Regions from separate parts of the Mus musculus genome. Here region 2 is linked to region 1. Evidence: chromatin contacts called from public Hi-C data. All regions are on one chromosome and are shown on one strand. Each heading gives the region's core, a stretch centred on a gene start, on an enhancer-like site or on the middle of the called end of the contact. The rest is flanking DNA. Distances are from core to core; before and after follow the strand shown.

What was found. Hi-C and Micro-C count contacts between places; a contact is called where the count stands out from the background.
Region 2: a Hi-C map of B cells shows a contact between it and region 1, with 6 read pairs. The contact joins the promoter of Cul5 here to the promoter of Alg9 in region 1. A contact is called at or near these places in 2 of 39 promoter capture datasets (erythroid cells and liver), 1 of 484 Hi-C or Micro-C datasets (B cells) and 1 of 115 datasets of contacts at active chromatin or transcription factors (astrocytes).

What each region holds. Positions count from the first base shown.
Region 1 is chr9:50,773,084-50,778,509 of GRCm38.p6, reverse strand. It overlaps Alg9 (asparagine-linked glycosylation 9 (alpha 1,2 mannosyltransferase)), which reads right to left and starts at 3,285. Exons shown (of 15, transcript NM_133981.2): 1 at 2,992-3,285; 2 at 1,831-1,966. The coding sequence starts at 3,125. Gm38476 (a long non-coding RNA gene) reads left to right here and starts at 2,971. Exons shown (of 3, transcript XR_379372.3): 1 at 2,971-3,633; 2 at 4,464-4,512.
Region 2 is chr9:53,665,269-53,670,694 of GRCm38.p6, reverse strand. Cul5 (cullin 5) reads left to right here and starts at 3,188. Exons shown (of 19, transcript NM_027807.4): 1 at 3,188-3,657. The coding sequence starts at 3,634. Gm16124 (predicted gene 16124) reads right to left here and starts at 3,602. Exons shown (of 2, transcript NR_166653.1): 1 at 3,340-3,602.

The DNA.
Region 1 (5,426 bases), core at 2,036-4,535:
GTACTATTATATTTTTCATTATTTAAAACAATTTTCGAATTCAAATATATTTTGCTCCTATCCTTCCCCTCCCCTGTGCCTCTAGATCATCTCCCCACACCTACTCATCCAACTTTTAAATTCTTTCCCAAAAGAAACAAAGACTCAGGCTGGAGAGATGGCTCAGCGATTAAGAGCACTGAATGCTCTTCCGAAGGTCCTGAGTTCGAATCCCAGCAACCACATGGTGGCTCACAACCATCCATAATGAGATCTGATGCCCTCTTCTGGTGTGTCTGAAGACAGCTACAGCGTGCTTACATATAGTAAATAAATACATCTTTTTAAAAAGAGAAGAAAAAAAGAATCAAAGACTCAATACAACAACAAACCTAAGAAAACGAGATTAAATCACACTCAAAAAGGGAAAAACAAACAAACAAACACCAAACTGTAACCAAATAAAAGCACACACAACAAAACTGGAGTCCATTATATGGTGGTCAACTACTCCTGAGCATGAGGCCTGTCCTGGAGTGGTTGTATATCCAGTGTCACTTTACTGGACAAAACTGATTTTCCCTCTCTCAATATGGACAAATGACAGTTTACCTTTATGTTAGTGGCTAGGTTTTCATTCATTCATTTTTTTTAAAAAATCAAGATAAAATATAATAAGATAAAACAAAAACTACCACATCGAAGTTGGACAAGACAAACCAATAGATGGAAATTCAGTTCCATGTGACAGTTAATCATCAAATGCAGTGAAGACAGGAACTCAAGCAGGGCAGGAACCTGAGGCAGGAGCTCAGGCAGAGGCCATGGAGGGTGCTGCTTACTGGCTTGATCCCTGTGGCTTGCTCAGCCTGCTTTCTTATAGAACCCAGGACCACCAGCCCAGGGATGGCACCACCCAGAGTAGGCAGGACCCTCCCCCATCAAACACTAACTAAGAATATGCCCTACAGACTTGCCCTACAGTTGGGTCTCATGGAGGCATCTTCTCAGTTGAGGCTCCCTCCTTTTCTAATGACTGCCTGTGTCAAGCTGACATAAAACTAGCCAGCACAACAATTTTGGCAAACATAAGAAGAAATAAACTTAGAAAGGTGGAAGAATGTGGCTTCTGTCTAAGAAATGGGACTGACCTGAGGAAAATGCCTAAGTTTATTTCCCTCAAGTTTTGGAGTAATCATTAGCTTTAAAACCTATACCCACAAGTATTACTTAGACTTGCAAAACCATTTAAAAGATAATTGTAAATATCACCTTTGAGTATACCAGCTAAAGGTCATAGACTTTAATAGTAATTAAATCAACAATATGGGCTTTCTTTTAAGACCTATTTTATTTGCGAGTATATCTGCATGAGTGTAGGTATACATTTGTGTGCCTAGAGACCAGATGAGGACATCAGATTAGTTCTATTTTGAGACAGGGTCTCTCTGTGTAACCCAGGCTGGCCTAGAACTCATAAGAGCTGCCTGCCTCTGCCTCCAGAGTGCTGTGATTAAAGGCATGGGCCACCACGCTGGGCTGTCATATTTTGTCTTGGAGCTGAAGTCGCCTAAATTTGAGCTGCTGGGATGTGAACTATAATCCTCCTTACAACCATAAACCAACAGTTTTTAAGATATAAAAATGAAAACAATGTATTTTAATATTTTCCACACTTACATTCTACATGTTTAATTTGTCCTAAGTACCAAATCAAGATCAAAGGCCAAAATCCCAGAACTAGGGGCGAGGGATGTAGCCCACTGATAAAGTATTGCTTCAAATGCCCAAAACCATGGGTTAGATCCCTAGGATTGCAAAAACTAAAGCCCAGCTAACGAGATCACCTACTGGTTCCCAGTAGTTGAATGTTTCATCACAGTCCGAGATGTTGCTCAGAAGGGCTGCGCACAACCTCGCTGAGAGCAGACACTTGAAAGCAGTGGATCCTTCAGGGGCCCAGACTTGCCCTGCTTTATTTCCAGACCTGCCCAGAAGGAAAAAGCAAAATCAATCGTCTTATCAGGAAGGTCCTGCTAGGGAAGACTAAAACCCAGACAGGAAAGACAGGAATGGCAAAAGACAGCGCCGCAATAAAACCATTCACCTAAAAGAACTAAGGCTTTGTTATCCTTGAGAGTGAATAAGGAATTGCGTTTCCAATCGCACCGTCCACTTCCTGCTTCTAAGGTACACACTAATTCATACACCTTGGCCTGTTTCACCTCAAGCCAACTAATCACTCGCATGAAGACCACAGTGCTCTCTCTCTCTCTCTCTCTCTCTCTCTCTCTCTCTCTCTCTCTCCATTTCTTCCTTAAAGTCATTCCTTGTCATGGCTTTATCTCTTCCCTCCTCCTTCAAATGAATGAGGCTTAATATAAGACGCACGTGCAGACCGCCTCTGTTCCCATATACTAACAGCCACTTTAACGCAGACCTAACCTACAGGCTACCGGCTGCGAGGCTGAGGGGTTCTAGGGCTGGAAGCCTAGAGGGAGGGAGAAAACAGTAAACCGCAGTGAGACTCAGATGTAAAAGGCATACCAAGGGCTCTCACAGAGGTTCTGCTAACTCTACCAGCACGAAGCCTGCTCGTGTGGACTTGAACCCGAAGCATGGCAGACCCTGGCTGCAAAGATGCAGGGATCTGCTGCGGAGGGGCGATGATCGACGCCAAGTGGGACGCTCCCACGAGGGGCAGGAGTAAGAGCGCCGGGTGGCAGCCGAGATGCCGGCGGAAAGCAGACCCCCGGCGAGGAGCAAAGCCGCACGGCTCGCAGCAAAGAGCAGACCCCAGGCAAAGAGCCCCAGCTCGCAACGGAGAGCCGACCCCCGGGTGAGCGCAGAGGCCCGGTGGGGAGCCGACCCCCGGGTGAGCCAGAGCCCCCGCGGAGACCCCCGGGTGAGCCAGAGCCCCCGCGGAGACCTCCGGGTGAGCCAGAGCCCTGGAGGAGACCCCCGGAGCCGCCCGACCCACCCGCCGGCCACGCCCTCCGACCGCACACGTACTCTGGCCGCGGCTCTGCGCCTGCCTCCCGGCTGCCGAGCTGTTCCAGCTTCTCCGCCGCCGGGCCCGCATCCCCACCGCCGCCGCCACCGCCGCCGCCACCCTTGAGGCGCTGCCGGGCCCTTCGGCTCGCCATGCCCAGCGTCGGGGAAAGGATAGAACTCGGCACGCTACGAAATCGGCGAAGGCGCAGACATTGCTTGGCTGGAAAACGGTGTCCGCCGAGGGACAAAACGCCTCGACATGCGCAATAAAAACTGAAATACTGTGCCAATGGACCAATTGAGGCGAAGGCCGGAACGGCAGATTTCGCTTGCTCTCCTACTTCTGACTCTGGGTATTTCGTCCTTCCTTTATAATTTGCTTCCTCCACTTCTCAGCACTCCATCTTGCCAACGCTACAGTGTAGTAGTGTGTGGAGGTATAGCACAGCTGCCTACCCAAGGAGAGGTCTCTAAAAGGTTGCTTTAACATTTAACACCTTGCCTTGTCTTGTTGAGAGAGATGGAGGCAGCTAATAGTTCCTAAGAGACAAACCAGTGAGGCCAGGATTCAGACTGAGAAGTGAAAACCTGAAGAAATGCTACGCAGATCGTTCAAGCAGGCAGATGTCACTGACGTTGCTACAACACGGCTGGCTGGAGGTGATTTTTTTGTTTGTTTTTGGTTTTTTTTCATACATGCTTTTTAATTCTCTCTGCCTCCTTGCCTTTACTGCTAAGGAAACCAAGGTCCAAAGTTGCTTGGGTAATAAATGGAGGAGCTATATTCCAATTGAGAATCCTTTACAAACACATACTATTCTCACTACATTAACAACAAAAAAAGAAAGAGAGAGAGAGAAAGAGAAAGAAAAGAGAAGGAAAGGAAAGGAAAAAATAGAAAAGAGAAGCTCTTGTTGGAAGCGGGTTTTTTTTTTAAGGGGGGGGGGGGGCGTCCAGACTTGGTTTCAGGGGCCTTTCACAGAGACCCTTTACAAAGACAACTCCAGCAGATTGCTCACCCAATCCTGACAGCAGTGCTGCCTACCAGTAGAAATGCATACAGGATTCTAGAGGGAACATTGAGCTTGACAGAGTTAAACAAAAGGTTATAATGCCACTTCCTACATCGTAAAAATGGAGACTGATCATATACACCAGTTCCCACACACAGTCATTAATTACCAAGCCCACATCCAACCAGTAGAACACACGTGTATCCTTATGTAGCCTTTGATGAAGACTAAGGAAAGAACAGTAAGGATGTGAGCAGAGAAGCGCTTTGGTCAGACAGGCCCAAATGTCAAGCCTAGCTCTGACACTTAGGGTTCTCTGACTTCAATAGCCAATGATGAAAGATAGCAGTATCATGATGTTAATCCCAAATGTGTAACACATGTGATAAAACGCTCATAAATTCCACAAAGTCAGAAAGAGGAACTGAAAGTGTGGTGTATATATTGAAGTACTTGTTTTGTTTGTTTTTTTCTCAGGATCAAAAAGCTGAACTACAATAAAGTCACCAGCCACCAGTCTGAAGGGGTATTTTTGTTTGGTTGGTTTGTTTGTTTGTTTTTTATTAGATATTTTCTACGTTTACATTTCAAATGTTATCCCCTTTCCTGGTTTCCCCTCTGAAAATCCCCCTCCCCCTGCTCACCAACTCACTCACTCCTGCTTCCTGGCCCTGGCATTCCCCTACACTGGGGCATAGAACCTTCACAGGACCAAGGGCCTCTCCTCCCACTGATGACCAACTAGGCCATGCTCTGCTACATATGCAACTAGAGCCATGAGTCCCACGTCCCACCACGTGTTTTCTTTGATTGGTGGTTTAGTCTCAGGGAGCTCTGGGGGTACAAGTTAGTTCATATTGTTGTTCCTCCTATGGGGCTGCAAACCCCTTCAGCTCCTTGGGTCCTTTCTCTAGCTCCTTCATTGGGGAACCTGTGCTCCGTCCAATGGATGGCTGTGAACATCCACTTCTGTATTTGTCAGGCACTGGCAGAGCCTCTCAGGAGACAGCTATATCAGGCTCCTGTCAGCAAGCTCTTGTTGGCATCTGCAATAGTGTCTGGGTTTGGTGATTGTATATGGGATGGATCCCCAGGTGGGGCAGTCCAGCCATACCACTCCTGGGCATATACGCAGAAGATGCTCCAACATGTAGTAAGGACACATGCTCCACTATGTTCATAGCAGCCTTATTTATAATAGCCAGAAGCTGGAAAGAACCCAGATGTCCCTCAACAGAGGAATGGATACAGAAAATGTGTACAGAAAATTTTACACAATGGAGTACTCAGCTATTAAAAACAATGAATTCATGAAATTCTTAGGCAAATGGATGGATCTGAAGGATATTATCTTGAGTGAGGTAACCCAATCACAAAAGAACACACATGATATGCACTCACTGATAAGTGGATAGTAGCCCAAAGTTCAGAATACCCAAG
Region 2 (5,426 bases), core at 1,939-4,438, 2.9 Mb before region 1:
GGGAAGGTCTTAGGCCTCAGTGGAGAAGCAACTGCTACTGCACTGTTAAATGAGTATGATGTGCCTAGTAAATTGCCTTTTTTTTTTTTGGTTTGTTTTCAAGACAGGGTTTCTCTCTATAGCCCTGGCTGTCCTGGAACTCACTTTGTAGACCAGGCTGGCCTCCAACTCAGAAATCCGCCTGCCTCCGCCTCCCAAGTGCTGGGATTAAAGGCGTGCGCCACCACGCCCAGCTGTAAATTGCCTTTTAAACATTTGTGATTATACACATAATTACTGCAGCTGTCAGCCTAGTTTGTCGTGGAGGGATTTCCTTTCCTGCAGTGTACTGCAGAGACTCGTTAACCACTTAGCTAACCTCCTGAGAATTAACTGTGGCTGTGGCAGAGTGGCCCGGTGTTCAGCTTCCCATGGAAAAAAATAACTGGGTACCTACAATTACCACCCGTGCCTCCCAATAAGCTCAGAAAGCATCATAGAAGTAAGGATGGAAAGAATATAAGCCAAAGGGAGGGGTGGCAGGTTGTGTGGCTACTCCTTGATTGAAACATTTCTTCCTAAAAGGAGGATGGAGGCTAATGAGACTCAAGATGCCGAGGTTAAAGTTCAAAGCTTAGAAACTGTATTGGCTGGTGTTCTCCGTTTGTAAAGAAAGTCTGCCCCCAGCTGGCTCTGATTGGTAATAAAGACTTGCCTTACAATGGCTGGGCCAATGGAGAGAGGGCAGGACCTGGAGAATTGCAAGGGCTAGATAACCAGACTAGAGGAAGAGAGGAAGGACTGGATATAAGAACAGCAAGAGAGCAAGGCCAAACAGCTTTGCCTTGTTCGTACAAGAAGTTGGGTAAGTGGCCACTGGCTACCCGGGAAGCATGGGAAGGTTTAGGAGTCTCAGGAGTACCAGACGGGAGTGTTTACTAGCAGGGGAAAGTTTAGGAGTGCCCAATCTTTGAGCTAGTCATGGCATGTCAAAATTAACATACTTACATGTGTGTTGTGTGTATGTGTATCTCTCTGTGTATATGTATGTGAGTACAGAGTCCCTCGGAGGCCGGAAGCATTAGATCCCCCACAGAACTGGATCTTTCCAGACAGCCGGTATATTTTTTTACCCGAGTCATCTCTCTGGACTATTCTCCCTTCTATTTTTGCATCCTTGGCTTTTTTTTTCTTCTTCACTGTTCTTTTCACAATGTTTAATTAATACTTAAGGTTTCTGCCATGAGTGATAAATTCCAGCATTCAGTAATTAATCTATTAAAATGTATGGAATCAGCTGAGGTGGTGGCAAACTCTAATCCCAGCACTCAGGAGACAGAGGCAGGCAGATCTCCGAGTTCAAGGCCATCCTGTTTAAAGAGCGAGTTCCAGGAGAGTCAGAGCTACACAGAGAAATCTTTCTGTTGTGAAAAACAACAGAACAAAACCAAAAATGAATAGAATCATGTCTTGTTTGTTTGTTTGTTTTGTGTTTTTTGAGGCAGGGTTTCTCTGTGTAGCCCTGGCTGGCCTTGAACTCAGAAATCCACCTGCCTCTGCCTCCCAAGTGCTGGGATTAAAGGCGAGCGGCACCACACCCGGTTTTGTCATTTTTATTTTTTTAATGGACTATGATACCCTTTTTATTTTATTTTATTTTTAATGTATGTGAGTATACTGGGCCATCTCTCTAGCCTTTACATTTAATTTTTGCCATAGCACTATGCTATAGATGTTTTAATACTAATTTCACAAACAAGATAACTAAGGCCCATTGTGAAGTAGCAGATTTTTTTTTTAAGATTTATTTATTTTATGCATATGGGTACGCTGTAGCCGTCTTCAGACACACCAGAAGAGGGCATTGGATCCCATTACAGATGGTTGTGAGCCACCATGTGGTTGCTGGGAATTGAACTGAGGACCTATGGAAGAGCAGTCAGTGCTCTTAACCACTGAGCTATCTCTTCAGTCCTAAAGTAGCAAATCTTAACTCACTTTAAGTGCTATATTGTTTAGATAGGGGTCTCACTTTATAGCTCTAATTGGCCTGGAACTTAAGAGTGTGCTAGGATTAAAGGCATGCTCCACCACACCCAGCACGAAGCAGATATAAAGAACTCTTGGCCTTTTCCGAGGGAGGCGTATACCTATAATCCCACCAGTCACTCTGGAGGCAGAGGCAGGCAGAACTCTAGAGTTCTAGGTCAACTTGGTCTACATACAGAATTCCTGGCCATCCAAGAATACATAGAAAGTCTTCTTTAAACATAGCTACCTGGAATGCTTGGGGCAAAAGGAGTTTTCAGGCATAATATATGAAATAAAATCCTTCAGAGTGGAGCCTGAAAGTCTGCTTTTCTAAGTAGCACCCCAGGTTATATTAATATAAAGAATGCACTAGCAACGTTTGAGAAACTTTTGTTTTCTTGGGTTTTTTGACCTAGCTGTTCTGAAACTTGCTCTGTAGACCAGGCTGTCCCCAATCTTACGGAGATCCTCTTGCCTCTGCTTTGAGTACTGAGACTAAAATTGTTGGACAGTGAGAGATGAGTTTCAAAGAAACAAATTTGATACCAGGTGGTGGTTTCCCACACCTTTAATCCCAACACTTGGGAGGCAGAGGCACCTACCTCCACTCTCCGAGTTCAAGACCAGCCTGGTCTACAGATGGCGTTTCAGTACAGCCAGGGCTACATAGAGAAACTGTCAAAAACCAATCCAACCAACCAACCAAGCAACTAAAACCCCCAAAGGGTAGTATTAGGAACTTGCATAATGCATTAAATAACAGCTAACCTGAGAGATCCCTGTATAAATTACATTCTCTTCCCTTGATCAGAGATTCGTGATCAGAAGCGATGCAATTTGGAGAAAATACTATAGGGTGCTCTAGGATATGTCTTAAGGAACCCAAGATTAACAATCACTTCTTGAACAAGCAGGGTTTTTTTTTTTGTTTATAGGAATAACAGTACGTTTGTGCATCATTTATTAATTGACTGGGCGCCTTCTCTCAGTCAGCATTTCCTGAGGACAGCAGTAAGAAGCCTTCCAGGCTAATCTAATCCTGAGCTCTGAATAGCCATTCCGATCTGGGGCGAGCGCGTGAGGGCTGCGCCGGCTCCAGCCAGCAGAGGGCGCGCTCGCACCCTCCGCGCGGGCCTCGGGACCCAGTGGCTTGCTGTCGCCTGGGTTGCTCCCGAGCACGCCCCCGCCCGCCGCGTCACGTGACGCCGCCACGGACCCTGAGGTGCGGGCCCTAAGCCGAGATAAAGTCGTTGCCGGCGGCCCAAGCGGGTGCAAGCCCAGCGGCAGAAGCGAAGGCGAGCTGGGGAGGCCCGAGGAAGTGGCTACTACCTCTTCCCGGTCTGGTCGGCTCCCGGTCCCTTCCCACCATTCGCCGCTCGCGTCTCCTCAAGCGTTTGCATGCGCTCTCTCGCGTGGGCAGGCCGGGGTGACCATGTAGCTGGAAAGCCCGAGGAAGCACGGCTGCCCGGGACGAGCTCGGCGCTGACGGCACGCCGCTCCGGCGTCCCCCGCATCCCCCGCCGCGGCCTGCGGGGTCCTGCTGGGAACCCCGGCCTCTCGAGGAGGCCTGGCCCCGAGCGCCGCCAAGTCTCGCCCCGTCTCGCGAGAGTCCAAGTTGAGAACATGGCGACGTCTAATCTGTTAAAGGTAAGTCCCCCCGGCTGCAGCCGGGCTTTTGCCCGGCCATCGATGCGCTCGGCTCCCGGGGAAGGACCGGGCTCCGTGGGAGCGGCAAGATGTGTATGAGGAGAGCGGTTCGGGGTTGTCCACCGGAATGAGCCGGGGTGGCTGTTGCCCGAGCACCCCGACGCCGGGCCCTGGCCTCGGGGGTCCAGAGGACCTGGTGGGTTCCTCCCGCCGGCTCACCGACTCGCAGCGATGCTTTCAAGGGACCAACCCCGGCTGGGAGCGAGAGCAGTGTCGCTGGGCCGCACCAACCCATCATTGTGACTCTTGGGGCCCGTCCCTTCTGAATGGAGTGTCAAAGACATAATAGGGGAAAAAAATCCCAGCAAAATGCTGCCTAGCAGGTTTCAATGGCTGGTCCCCCCATGCTCCCCCAACCCCATTCCTTAATTTCTGTTCGCACTCTGCAGGAACTGTGAGTTAGACAGCAGTGCCTGCCTGCCACTTCACCTCTTTCCTCCCTTCTCTGAATGTCACACCTTCCCACCAGTTCTCTCACGCCTGGCCGTCTATTTCCACCTTTTCTCTGTCCCTTGAGGAACTGTCTCCCAATCCTGACCTCCCTTATAGGACATCGATGGCACCCGATCAAGTGCTGCTGTCCATCCTTTTAGGGTGTAGAAAAGTTTTCATTTAAAGAAAGCATTGAAAAGTTGTAAATGCCAGGAGAGTCCCAGGGCGAGCAGGTTATGTAGAATCATCTCTAAAAAAATGAGGATTGAGGAAGACAATTGAGGCGAGTTTGTGTTTTTTAGTAAGAATTCTGACCTGAACTTACTAACTGAAATATGGGACTAGTGATTACCTGAGGGGACATAAACACTATGTTCGCAGGCTGTGTGAATTAATAATAATAATAATAGATAATAATAGATAATGCTCCCTCCCCCCTAAAAAAGGGTCTCATTGGACCCGTCTTGCCAGAACTTGCTGTGTAACCTAGCTGGCCTTGAAGTCACAGAAATCCATTGTCTACACTGAGGCTGAGGGGAATGAAAAGGCCTACCTGACCCAGCTAGGAGTAAAGATAACTAGGATGATTTTTAAAGCTCTGCATTCCAATATGGTAGCACATACCTTTAGTCCCAACGCTCTTTTTTTTTTTTTTTTAAGATTTATTTAAGTATATGAGTACACTGTAGCTGTACAGATGGTTGTGAGCCACCATGTGGTTGCTGGGATTTGATCTCAGGACCTAGGAAGAGCAGTTAGTGCTCTTAACCACTGAGCCATCTCACCAGCCCTAGTCCCAACATTTTTGAAGCTGAGGCAGGCTGATCTCTGAATCCAGGCCAGTCAGGGCTGTCATTAGAGCCTGACTCAAAGCAAGAGAGAAAAAGAAGTACTGTAACTTCATGACAATATACTGGAAAGACCAGTAACCAACTGAGTGAAGTCAGATGCCAGAAATAGGAATTTTCAAAAAGATCTTTGTAGCTTTACCTGATCTTGGTACTCACTGTGTAGACCAGGCTGCTCTTGAACTTAAGAGAGGATTCTGGGTGTTCCCCACAAGGCCTGGCTGATAGTCTGATTTTCTATAGCTAGTACTGTTGTAATATGAAGGACATAATAAACAGACATTTGATTCTGTTATCTCTACATTGTCAAACATTTACCTATTTTAGTTGTTGGAACTTTTGGGGAGAGGGATTCCAAATACTCATATTTTGAAAAGTACTAATCATAAAATGGGGAGACTGAAGTTTGTCTTTGGAATATGTGAGGAC